2 separate regions of the Salmo salar genome follow, and region 1 is linked to region 2. The links are chromatin contacts, called in public Hi-C maps. All regions are on one chromosome and are shown on one strand. The core of a region is the stretch at or near the end of the contact, and the rest is flanking DNA. Distances in the headings are between cores, read along the strand shown. Region 1 holds the start of ormdl1 (ORMDL sphingolipid biosynthesis regulator 1). Region 2 holds the start of znf142 (zinc finger protein 142).

Evidence for each region. A called contact is a pair of places that touch in the nucleus more often than the background predicts.
Region 1: a contact with region 2 is called in a Hi-C map of gill, with 4 times the contacts expected there. The contact joins the promoter of ormdl1 here to the promoter of znf142 in region 2. A contact is called at or near these places in 3 of 3 Hi-C or Micro-C datasets (blood, gill and muscle).

The regions. Positions count from the first base shown.
Region 1 is chrssa21:12,091,663-12,098,580 of Ssal_v3.1, forward strand. ormdl1 (ORMDL sphingolipid biosynthesis regulator 1) reads left to right here and starts at 3,415. Exons shown (of 4, transcript NM_001146469.1): 1 at 3,415-3,489.
Region 2 is chrssa21:11,773,890-11,780,988 of Ssal_v3.1, forward strand. It overlaps znf142 (zinc finger protein 142), which reads left to right and starts at 4,232. Exons shown (of 9, transcript XM_014164272.2): 1 at 4,232-4,650; 2 at 6,078-6,217. The coding sequence starts at 6,215.

The DNA.
Region 1 (6,918 bases), core at 2,165-4,664, 320 kb after region 2:
GTTGTGTCGCAGTAAAAGTGGGGTCCATTCTACTAAGGAGCACTTCTAGTTTACAGCATTATGTACAGTGAAATATGTCCAATATGAAAAATGTACTGAACTAATTAACAATGGGATTTAAAAATGTTTTCTAAAGTTGATTATTATAATCATATTATTAATATTGATATTACTAGTATTAATAGGAGCATTATAAAAAAAGTTTATTTTAAAGCTGTTAACAATAAAATCAATGCTATGATATAATTTGTGCCATGAAGGCAATTAACTTTTCCCTTTTTTTCATATTGTTAAACAAAATTCTAAGTTTGCTAACATTTCCACATAAAATGTAATGAAATTCTACCATTTTTATAGATTTTTTTACGATCTTCATTGTGGGACTTTTATTTTGAAGGGAAATCGCGGAGGTCACGGCCTTATTCTTGCTGGTGGAAGAGGTCATATTAGCGCCTTCAGACCTTTGGCATGTGATTGGCTGTTTTGGAAAGTCCGTTGCATCCCCACTGTGAAGGAAGCAAGGATAACTAAGTACATCCGGGTCATGGATTTTTGAACTCCTTCAGAGTAAGAGTTATGAGCTGTATACTTTGTCAATTAATAAAATGACAAATGTGCACAATTACTAATATATTTTATACTAGCTATCATACAAAGAATAATTACAAAGTATTTCCATAAGATATGATGTGATTCATTTGTATATTTTTTCAAGCCTAAATGGTCACAATCTTTTTTTTTGTGTGTGTGTGTGTGTATTCCTTAGAATTTATTGCACCTACATTGTGTCACAGTAAAAGGGGGTTCCATTCTACTCAGTAGCACTTGTAGTTTCCAAATCCACAGAGTTTACACCCCTAGGAGCGTTGTTGCTGATTTTGCCAATCAGTTTAAATGCAGTACTTTTTTTCATAATGAACATACATATTTCACCATACATAATTACATAATTGCCTGTGTGGGGGTCCATTCTATTCAGGAGCACTTCTAATATGTCATTTATACCATACATAGATTCTGTAGAACCTACTAAGTACTCCCAACCCCACTTTTACTTCGGCACATATAATAGCTTTTTATTTTTTCAGCTAATGTGTAATTTATAGGCCTGTAGGGGCCGATTCCGACTAAGGAAATGTAAGCCTTTTCTATGCACGCCTTTCCTCAGAACTTCTCAGTAGTTAGTATTCAGACACCTTATGCACGTGCTTAACGGGCTTTGCAGGCGTGGTTCCCTTAAGCGCTGAAGACAAGTCATTCATCACTGAAAATCCCCCACTTGCTTGCCAACAGATTTTCTTGTGGCATTTTCATTCAATAGGGTTTTCAGTACATTTATCTTAAGCCATCCCTTTAAATATGGTGTACCTTTAATTAGAATTTTGTCAACAGACTCACTAGAATACACCGAGAGAACAGTGTCAGAATATAGGGATCGATGAAAGAAAGCCATCTAAATATATGCATATTCGTCTCCGCCTCAGTACCAACTGGTAGATTTAAAAATACTCTGATCTTGTAGATTATTTAGGCAAATTTTAAGGTTAGGAAAGTATGTATGAATCATACAAAAACAGATTTGGAGAGCCTTTATACACTATAATATATTAAGGAATAAAAAATACACTGGTTTGAATTCATCCAGACTGTTGTCATATTCAAGTTCAATCCATGGAACATTAGAAGGTGGATAAAAGTGTACAATAGGGGTTGAACAATAGTCCTATAAATCTAACCTAATTGTCACTAATCATGGAACTGTATGACAACGGTGTAGTTGTGAACCATGCACCAGGTTTCATAATGATTCCATAAGGATTCAAACTGGCTGCACGTCCCAAATTATTGCACAATGTTAGCATAATATGATCCACTAATGCTAGCGACCCTCAGGAAAAACAAAGAAAGGTAAATGGAATAGAATAGAATGATGCAAAAAGATAAGCTACAAATTGAAGAAAACAAACACTAAAGTGACAGTTATAAATGTATGTGGGTATTACTGACGGTGGCTTCCCGGAAGTGGCTAACATTTTACATGATACAAATTGTAAAATAAAATAGAGAAAAGCCTGGGCATAGGCTATAATTAAAACATTCTTAAGTGCATACATCCTCTCAGCAGGTTCAGCCCAACAGAAGCCTATAGCTAGGGTGTCCAAATTTCATCCACGCAAATTATGAGGGCACACAATTAAAATTCTGAATAACGGCACAGCTATTTACAGCCTATTTCACAGTGGAAAATATGTCATGTTGATATTATTTTCAATTTGATTCCATATGGCTGGTTTCACATTCATCTCCAGAAATCATAAGGAAAATTTCTCTAAAACAATTGCTATGTGTATTTACAATCCTCTTTACCTTACTAATTTACCTAGCTCTTATCAATAGCTTGTATTATTAAGGTGCATGAAGAATGCTGTTATTTATATCAGAAAAAATAAAGTAGATACCTTTTCCCACTTGGAACCGGCCGGTTCGCGCTACCTTATTCATGGTTTCCTTGCGTGTAAATGTGGTGGAATTATGAGGAAATTAAGTCAAGGTCAGAACACAGCTTATCTGTAGACACCTCCAATTCTTAGATCTCCACCAAGAATCAATAGAGGGTGAATAACTCAAACTTAAATTCAAGGTCAGAATACACAGAGAGAAAAGTGCATTAAAGGGAATAACGTTTCATTTACGTGCGCTTAACTCGGGTAGGAATCAGGGACATAGAGAAAAGTGCATAAAAAGTGAATTATGTTCCATTTATGCACTGCTTAACAAGGGTCGGAATCGGCCCCATTGTGTTTTGCTTCGGACCAATGGAGTGGGTGGAGTAGAAAGTGCTGCTAGGTATTTAGACCTCAGTCCCCCAAGTAATGACACCATATATAATATATATTCTACAGACCCTACTGTGTAATCCAAACGCTACCTTTACTTCGGCACATAGAATCGTTTTTTTTCCTCTATAAGCCAATATGTAATTTATAGGCCCATAGTGTATCGCATTGGGACCAATGGAGTGGGTGGAGTAGAAAGTGCTGCTGAGTAGTTAGACCTCAGTCCCCATGAAATAACTGCATGTATCGAAACTACAGACCCAACTGAGTATTCCCAACCCCACTTTTACCTCAGCACATAGAATCGTTTTTTCTCTACAGCCCAATGTTTTGAACATACCAATCTGAACAATGTATTTTTCGATAGTGGTCTTATTTTTATTTTATTTAGGAGACTATTTGTATAATTGTTTCGATAAAGTCCTCCTTGCATTTGCTTATACGCACTATTAAAAAAATGACATTGATTCAAATGTAATATCTTTGAATGAGTTATCCACATTGCAATGTTTTGAAAGTCTTTTTTTTTTTTAAGATTCCTAATTTCAACTCAAAAGTGACGTCATCGTTTGTGCCGCTAGTGAAGGGGAGCTTGGCCTTTCTGTCGTTCTTACTGCCACGTTTAAAAACCGATTCATAACAAGGTACTCCGGTAAGTACATGGCCATATCTGTGTTGACTGTTTGTTAAAATATTTGATAACACTATTGATATGCAAATATTGTGACTTATGTATTCCTATTTTCACGAAAAAATAGCTAGCTAGCAAGTTAGCAATTCAACTGGTGTTGTTTCAAGCGTACAACACTTCACTTGACTTGTTGAAAGTAGCTGGAGCTTGGCTGTTGGCTAACGTAAACTAGCTACTTAATTTCCAGCTGAATCATTAGCTGACACTTATAGAAAGGTGAACGTAATGGTAGTTACCTAGCTAATGTTAGCGTGCGGCTTAGCTAGCTAAGCTAACTAGAAATTAGCCATTGATCGTGACTCTCAGTTCCATTGCATTAAACGTAAGTCATTGGATGAAGGCATCTTCTGCACTGGGGCGTTTTGTTAAGAGCCCCGACGCTCGGTCTGATCATTAACACGCATGGCTTGCGCTACAGTTTTGGAAGCATAAGGATCTTATCTTTCATATCAGTCAGAACCTTTTGTTTTTTGAAAAGTATTTAAGTTGATACACACCTTTTTTTTTATAGGGTTAGTGTTCCCACATGGCCATATCTCCATGTTACAGCGCTTTGTTTTAATGGAAAACAGATGGAAGACAGGCACCACCTGTGCTAATTCGCTATCTAACGTTAGCATGATCGGATGGGGGCACCCATAGCTGTATGGATCTGTGCAAAACTGCTACAATATCTTCTTTTATTTGAAGGATTTTGTTTATCGCCGATGAAAGATGAGGGCCATATTGACATGTATACAGATACTTATAATACATCAGACTTAATATGTTTATGGAAAATGATTAAAAAATATATATTTAAAAAATGCATACAAAGCGATTAAAAAAACACCCCTTAGTACCCCAGATCACCATACATCTAATCCCAGCCTATTGCACCAAACTACAACGGAAGATGTGGTTAAGAAAGTGGTCAGAAAATGGGAGAATGATGCCAGTGAGACCTTAGAGGGCTGCTTTGACTGTGCAGACTGGAGTGTGTTCAGAGGGAGCAAGTCTTGAGGCCACAAATTCTGTGAGGATATTATTGTTCCTTCCAAAACTTAAAAGTTATGTTCTAACAACAAACCCATGATCACAAAGGATCTGAAAATAGCATTTACCACTGGCAACAAGATTGAAGGTAAACTAATTCAATCCAAATTAAATAAACCGATGAAATAGGCCAAGAGAGTGTACAAGGAGAAGGTGGAAAGGCTCTTTCAGGAAGGTAAAGCCAGAGGTGCTTGGAGGGGTGTTTTTGTTGTTGTTGTAGATTTGACCAATATGACTTTGCAATGGAAAAGAAGGAGCTGATCTCTGACCTATCTAACATGTCACACACTGTAACAAATGTTGTGCTTCAACCAAAAGATGAAGACGCTGTATTTAAAAGGATAAAGTACCTTGGCCAGACAACATTAGTGGTTGCCTACTAAAGATTTGCCATACGCAACTGTCAGGTGTTTTCTGTGAGCTTTTTACCCGCACTCTGGCAGAACACTCAATATGGAAATCATCCACCATATACCCAGTACCTAACAAGAGCAACCCCTACTGCAACAATGACTACCGCCCTGTAACTTTAACATATTTGGTGATGAAGCGCTTTGAACGGCTGATTCTCCCTCAGCTACAAAAGGAGGTATGCTCTTATACAGACCCACTCAAGTTTGCTTACAAGCGGCACAGGGGTGTTGATGCAGTTCTGTCCCTACTGCACTGTGCCTATACCCACCTGGAGAAACCCAAGACATGCGTCAGGATGGTATTTGTAGATTTCTCCAGTGCCTTTTAATATAGTCCTCACTTAATGGGTTAAAAGCTCCAGAACATGAATGTCAATCCACATCTGATTCTCTGGGTCCTCTCCTTTCTGACAAATGGAGAACAGCTGGTCAGATTTAATTGTCTCATTGCAGCTTGTCCAGAACCATCTTTACAGGATCACCACAAGGTTCCGTCATCTCACCTGTTTTAGGAGCTCAGACCCAGAGATGATGTTCATCAAGTATTCAGATGACACAGTAATTATGGACATTGCAGGCAACTCAGAGGGGCACCTCCAGGCTGAATTGGACAAGTTTTTACTGTGGTGTATACAGAACTACCTGGACCTCAATGCAACCAAACCAAAGACCTGGTCATTGACTACAGAAGAGACCAACCTACCATCCCCACCACTGGAGACAGATCATTGAGCGAGTGGAGGACTACAAATTCCTAGGAACCATCATTGGCAACAAGTTAGCTCTCCTTCAAAAGAAACATTGAACACATTCACTCAATGTCAACAATGCCTTATTTCTATGGAAATGGAGGAAGTTTAATGTACAATCAATCCTCCAAGCATTTTATGCAGTGCGTTCGAGAAGTATTCAGACCCCTTGACTTTTCCCACATTTTGTTACATTACAGCCTTATTCTAAAAAGGATTATATAACCCCCCCCCCCCTCAAATCTACACACAATACCCCATAATGACAAAGCAAAAACAGATTTTTAGACATTTTTGCAAATCTATTAAAAATAAACATACCTTATTTACATAAGTATTAAGACCCTTTGCTAAGAGACTTGAAATTGAGCTCATGTGCATCCTGTTTCCATTGATCATCCTTGAGCTGTTTCTACAACTTGGAGTCCACCTGTGGTAAATTCAATGGATTGGACATATTTTGGAAAGGCACACACCTGTCTATATAAAGTCCCACAGTTGACAGTGCATGTTAGAGCAACAACCAAGCCATGAGGTCAAAGGAATTATCCGCAGAGCTCCGAGACAGGATTGTGTCGAGGCACAGATTTGGGGAAGGGTACCAAATCTTGGCCCCGGGAGGTGACCAAGAACCCCATGGTCACTCTGACAGAGCTCCAGAGTTCCTCTGTGAGGATGGGATAACCTTCCAGAAGGACAACCATCTCTGCAGCACTCCACCAATCAGGCCTTTATTGTAGAGTGCCAGACGGAAGCCACTCCTCAGTAAAATACACATGACAGCCCGCTTAGAGTTTGCCAAAAGGCACCTAAAGACTCTCAGACCATGAGAAACAAGATTCTCTGGTCTGATGAAACGAAGATTGAACTCTTTGGCCTGAGTGCCAAGCGTCACGTCTGGAGGACACCTGACACCATCCTTACAGTGAAGCATGGTGGTGGCAGCATCATGCTGTGGGGATGTTTTTCAGCAACAGGGACTGGGAGACTAGTCAGGATCGAGGGAAAGATGAACGGAGCAAAGTACAGAGATCCTTGATGAAAACCTGCTCAGGACCTCCGACTGGGGGCGAAGGTTCATCTTCCAACAGGACAACGACCCTAAGCGCACAGCCAAGACAATGCTGGAGTGGCTTTGGAACAAGTCTCTGAATGTTCTTGAGTGGCCCATCCGGACTTGAACCCGATCAAAC
Region 2 (7,099 bases), core at 2,982-5,481:
CATTTCTCATGCATATATTTATATATTGTTAATTCCATTTCTTTACTTAGATTTTTGGTGAATGGTGAATGCCATGAGAGAATGCTTCCATGTACATTGTCAGAAGAAGATCAATCTGCAATGATTTGATTACGTGGTGTAACCTGCACATATACTATGGTTCTCAGATTGTTTGGTGTATTTCAGGATCGGATATCCTGAACCCTGTTCTTACATATAAGGACATCCAGGACATACACTACATGGCCAAAAATATGTGGACACCTGCTCGTCGAACATCTCTTTCCAAAATCATGGGCATTAATATGGAGTTGGTCCCCCTTTGCTGCTATAACAGCCTCCACTCTTTTGGGAAGGCTTTCTACTAGATGTTGGAACATTGCTGCGGGGACCTGCTTCCATTCAGCTACAAGAGCATTAGTGAGGTCGGGCACTGATATTGGGCGATTAGATCCTGGCAGTCGGTGATCCAATTCATCCCAAAGGTGTTCGACTGGGTTGAGGTCAGGGCTCTGTGCAGGCCAGTCAAGTTCTGCCACAACGATCTCGATAAACCATTTCTGTATGGACCTCGCTTTGTGCACGGGGGCATTGTCATGCTGAAACAGGAAAGGGACTTCCCCAAACTTGCCACAAAGTTGGAACCACAGAATCGTCAAGAATGTCATTGTATGCTGTAGCATTAAGATTTCCCTTCATTGGAACTAAGGGGCCTAGCCCAAACCATGAAAAACATCCCCAGACCATTATTCCTCCTCCATCAAACATTACAGTTGTCACTATGCATTGGGGCAGGTAGCGTTCTCCTGGCATCCACCTATCCCAGATTTGTCCATCGGACTGCCAGATGGTGAAGCGTGATTCATCACTCCAGAGAACGTGTTTCCACTGCTCCAGTCCAATGGCAGTAAGCTTTACATCACTCCAGCCGACACGTTTGGCATTGCGCATGGTGATCTTAGGCTTGTGTGCGGCTGCTCGGCTATGGAAACCCATTTCATGAAGCTCCCAAGGAACTGACTTTGCTTCCAGAGGCAGTTTGGAACTTGGTAGTGAGTGTTGCAACCGAGGACAGACAATTTTATGCGCTACGCGCTTCAGCACTCGCCGGTCCCGTTCGGTGAACTGGTGTGGCCTACCACTTCGTGGCTGAGACGTTGTTGCTCCTAGACATTTCCACTTCACAATAACAGCACTTACAGTTGACCAGAGCAGCTGTAGCAGGGCAGAAGTTTGACGAACTGACTTGTTGGAAAGGTGGCATCCTATGATGGTGCCACGTTCAAAGTCAGTTAGCTCTTCAGTAAGGCCATTCTACTGCCTATGTTTGTTTATGAAGACTGCATGGCTGTGTGCTCAATTTTCTAAAGACTCCAGCCAAGGACTGTTCTATCTGCTACCGTCCGACAGGAGGTACCGCAGCATTGGGTCTCGTACCAGCAGGCTCCGAGACAGCTTCTACTGTATCCCCAAGCACTGAGACTTTTGAACAGCCGAAGACTCCAGGCACTGAGACTTTAACAGCTAGGCAATGGCTGCCCACCCTCACCCACGGTCTAGCTGCACTGACTATATGACACTCACACATCACCCCTCACACACCCGCCCACCACTAATATTGATTATTATTATTAATCCTGCAACCAGTCACTTTCTCAAATACGTGCCTACATGTACATAACTACCTCAAATTCTCCAGTATCCCTGCTCATTGTACATTTGGTACTGCCACAGACCCTGTATATACTGTAGCTTACTTTCTCGTGTATCTCTTATTTCTTGTGTTTTGAAAAATAAATCGGCTTTATACTATTTGATATTGAATACTGCATTGTTGGGAAAGAGCTAGCAAGTAAGCATTTCACTGTACTTGTGCATGTGACAAAACTTGAAACTTCTGTGTAACTGTTGATCAATTTGGATAATTAACTTCATTGCGATGAATACTTGCATATCTCTTGACTTTTCAAATAAACATATTGTAGGTTGTATTTTTTCCCAAAGTGTCTACCAGAAGGAAGATTATAAGATGTGTCTTTTACATTACAAGGTATTTTGGAATGACAATATATGCATCCTATGACACAGTGCTATATTTGAGCCCTATAGTGTCCGGGCACCCCATTTTAAGCTGTTTGTTTTGACCACAGTTAAAGTCCATTAACGCTTCATATGACTTAGCTTTTTGTTCAAACTCACCCTACTGAGTCTTTTCCCATCTCATTTTATCTGAGACAGGTAGTAGACAGTCCAATGCAGTGTATTGCATAGAAAGCAATAGTAATGGTGTTTTTTTTGTAGGCACTAATTCCACCATGTTTTTTTTGTACAAAGCCTATGAGGGAAAAGACTAGAATGTTTTAAGAGTTTTGGGATAAACGCTGAAAATGAGGTATTTGGTAAACACAGGCTTTGGAGATCGTATATGTTTTGTTCTATTAAAAATAATCTTCATCAGCTAATGTTTCCTTTTGTGAAATTTTGAAGCATTTATGTAATCAGAAGAAACATAAAGACCTCATAATTCATAAAGGTAATGTTAACTGATTGATACTATCTCATAGAACAAAACGTATAAGATAACTTCAGTCCTTATTTTCAGTGTTTATCCCAAAACCCTATTCTTTCTCCATAGGAATGGCTGAATGAACCAGAGGTAATTCATTTCTGTTTTTTAAGACTACAAGCTGGCAAGCTCTATTGGGGGCTATGGAGGGGGTGGAGTAAAAAGCCAGCAACAGTCCACATGACACAGCCCCCCTCCAAAACGAAACATTTGGTTAGTAGAGACCCTACTGAGTCTTTTCCACCTCACTTTAGCTGAGACAGGTAGTAAACTTTTTCCTCTAAAGTCCAATATGTATTCCATATACAGTGAACTGCATTGGCGGATATGTTCTGTTTCATAGTTAAATAGTCACAAACTCTGAATTACCAAATCATTTGTATTTATTAGCTAAAGATAGTCAGACAACTGCTGGGCATAGCACACAGCTTTATGGTTTCACAGAACTAGGATAAGACACGGCTTTGTTGGGGTAGGTTCCTTGTTCCTTGTCAATCATTTGCTTATTGGTGAAATCAGCAATCAGACAATATCTTTAAGTAAATCAATCAAAAACCTTTATTAATGCAATTGCAGACAGAAGTTGACAACGGGAACATAGCACGCATGTTTCTGAGTAAGTTCTGCAACATAAAAAAGGTCCAAGCTTCTTTAATATGCTTGCAGTCAACCCCTAGTGATCTAAGTTCCTATGTCAACACCTTCTACTCATGAGACCAAGCCCATGCATATACAGTTATACACATTTTCAGGAGAGAACAATTGTTCCAGTGTTTTTTAAGGGCTCAGCAGTAATTTTCCACTCCCCAAGTTGCTTTATAGTGGTATGTCTGACTTGTCGCTTATCTCTTTCACTCCCCTGCAGGGTTCTGTGTCTATGAATCTATTTTAGCCTTGAGGCGCTTTCTCACAGACACCCTGTTTTGACTGCAATAACTGACACATCTCTCAGACCGTTTCTTAATAGAAGCAGAGACTAGAAAAGAACTGTGGAACAATATTAAACCTTATAATGTATATATATATTGCTAATCTGTAGTCCAGGACCCTATAAATGTATTGAGGGAGGGGTCTTATAGCCCTTCCCCTTCTATTAATACAACATAAAGATAATCAATTATTATTATACATCAAACATTTGGTGCAGCCCCTATTATGACCCCAAGGTGACCCCCCATCAGCTTTAAGCCACAAGAGGATGCTACTAGGATAAGACACGAGGCTTTCAGCCACTACAGGACGCTACTAGGATAAGTCACGAGGCTATAAGCTACTCGGCCATATAATCATCCAGGAATGCATCTCAAGCAAATTGTAAATAAATAAAAACTGTGATAGGATCCTGTAGTTATAATTTTGTAACAATTTTAACATTATGCTCTATGACTATGCAAAGCTGCCAAAAAATATTGATTTCACAGGAGGCTGCTGAGGGGAGGACAACTCATAATAATGGCTGGAATGGCGTGAATGGAATGATATCAAACACATGGAAACCATGTGTTTTATGAGTTCAATGACATTCCATGTATTCCCTTCCAACCATTACCTTCCCAAATAAGGTGTCACCATCAAACTACTGTGAGATGTCCTATCATAAACAGCGTTTTACCGAATACCTTTATTTTGAAGGCAAATCGGAAAACTGGAAGTTTTAACGTTGCTCGCGGGACGCTAATGTCACGGATAGAATGAGGTATTAGTTATACAAAATCTTTGTTCATGTTGTTGCCGTGAATCATGTGGCGACCTCTATAATACTGCCGGTGTTCTATGAAAATAGCTCCGTCTTTTCAGGGCGCAGTTGATGTTAGTTCTTGGTCTTCAAATGCAGCGTCATTATTAATGCTAGACCAAACTTAAATTACCGAAAATGATTTTAATTGTCAACAATATACCTAGCTAGCTATATATTTATGCTGTACATATACGCCCTGAGTATGCAAGGAATTATGATGAGATACTTTCAACTGGAAATACTTCATTGCTCCACCAAAATAAACATAGTGATGGCGTCGTTTGGTCATTGAAGTGGCGATTTAGCAAAGTAAAAACAATCTACCCAGCTTCAATACCTTATTAAGGTAAGACAGGCTCATTAAATGACTTCGCTTGTTTATATTCATTACATGTAAACATATGTAACGGTATCCATCAGAATAAAGGTCCATTTAGAAAGGTCTGACGGGGTAAAATGCATTGTTTTCAAGAGAAAGAATCTCAGAAGTTGACGCAGTTGGTCAGAATTCTGTTTCATAAGCGCTGTCATTATTCAGAACTGCTATTAATGAATTTGTTACTGGAGAACTCAAAACATAATTTCGAATGCTAATTGTGTTTATTAGCTAGTACTTAGTTTTTATAGACGGGCCACAGTGGGCTCGTCACAATACCCATAAAACCTAGCGGACGAACACAGAAATGGTTCCAATCATTTTTTTCACCATTTATTTTTCTCGAAGGGGATTTCATGTAGGCTTTAGGTGCCTTTACTCAGTACTTTGTTGAAGCACCTTTGGCAGTGATTACAGCCTCAAGTCTTCTTGGGTATGATGCTACAAGCGTACACACCTGTATTTGGGGAGTTGGAAGGTGAACCTTCATCCCAGTCTGAGCAGGTTTTCATCAAAGATCCCTCTGTACTTTGCTCTGTTTATCTTTCCCTCGATCCTGACTAGTCTCCCATTCCCTGCCGCTGAAAAACATCCCCACAGCATGATGCTGCCATCACCATGCTTCACCGTAGGGATGGTTTTGGCCAGGTGATGAGCGGTGCTTGGTTTCCTCCAGACGTGACGCTTGGCATTCAGGCCAAAGTGTTCAATCTTGGCAAACTCCAAGTGGGCTGTCATGTGCCTTTTTACTGAGGAGTGTCTTCTGTCTGGCCACTCTACCATAAAGGCCTGATTGGTGGAGTGCTGCAGAGATGGTTGTCCTTCTGGAAGGTTCTCCCATCTCCACGGAGAAACTCTGAAGCATTGGTCACCTGCCTGACTAAGGCCATTCTCCCCGATTGCTCAGTTTGGCCAGGCAGCCAGCTCTAGGAAGAGAGTCTTGGTGGTTCCAAACTTCTTCCATTTAAGAATGATGGAGGCCAGTGTGTTCTTGGGGGACCTTCAATGCTGCAGACATTTTTTTAGTGCCCTTCCCCAGATCTGTGCCTCGACACAATCCTGTCTTTGAGCTCTACGGACAATTCCTTCGACCTCATGGCTTGGTTCTTTGCTTTGTGGGACCCTATATAGACAGGTGTGTGCCTTTCCAGGATGCACATGAGATCAATTAAGTCTCATAGCAAAGGGTCTGAATACTTATGTAAATACGTTTTTTTTTAAAATAAAGTTTTATACATTTGCAAACATTTCTTAAAACCTGTTTTTTGTCATTATGGGTTATTGTGTGTAGATTAAGGATGTTTTATTTTATTTAATCATTGTAGAATAAGGCTGTAATATAAAATGTAGAAAAAGTGAAGGTCTAAATGCACTAACTTTGACATGTTCTGTTGCAGATTCAAAGCCAAATGAACTCATTGCAGAATGAATCCATAACCATGAATAAATAAGCGTATTTATTTGACAAGAATGCACCTAGTCACCCATCAATCACCTGAACTCCAACAATTACCATTGTTTTAAAGAAAACAAAATGGTAAACAATTCATCCAAATGTGTTTTATACATAAAATATAAACATCTAGTGAATGTTAATGATTTATTCATCAATGCCATAATTCTGGGACATCACAGAGCACCATGTGAAAATATTGTAATATCCGAGAGCACACATATTCTTCTACTTTTCTAGTTTAAGATTTACACCAGCACAAATAACAACATGTAAAACAGCATATTGTGATTTTTGGTGGGTGAGTTACAAATGGATAAACAACTGGATGCGTAAGTTAGGTTTAATATAAAATACTAGGTCAAATCCAGCAGAATGAGAAACACTTAACTGACTCAAAACAAGGAAGGCATGCCTAAATGCAGCTATATCAACACCCTTGTCAATTTAACAGGTCCATGTTGCTTGTCATTTGTGAGCAGCACATTTTCCACAGCATTTAGTCCAAACCCCAGAATAAGCAGGAGAAGGCCAGAATTACACAGGTGAAAAAAAGGTAGCAAAAACAATACACCACATAATCATTGACCAGTACGGAGAATTAAGAAAAACCACAAATCCCTATCTCCATCCATCTCCATCCATGGCTAATTTAGGAAAGGAACAATTTTAGCTAGCTTGCCACTGGAGGACAAAAACACAACGATGCAATGGCTTTTAATGCAATGTGACTGTAAAGCCAAATCCTAACGGTCTACCCGTTACATATTTTTTTTGTGTTTACCAGGACCATTCACAGTTGAGCTTGCTCAATTTAGCTCAATGCTGATTGGCTCTATATTTATTTTTTTGTGAAGCGGGGGTGCTGTGGGATTATTTTAGATACTCTTTGAAGAAGTAGGATTTCAGATGTTTTCGGAAGATGGGCAGGGACTCTGCTGTCCTAGTTTCAGGGGGAAGCTGGTC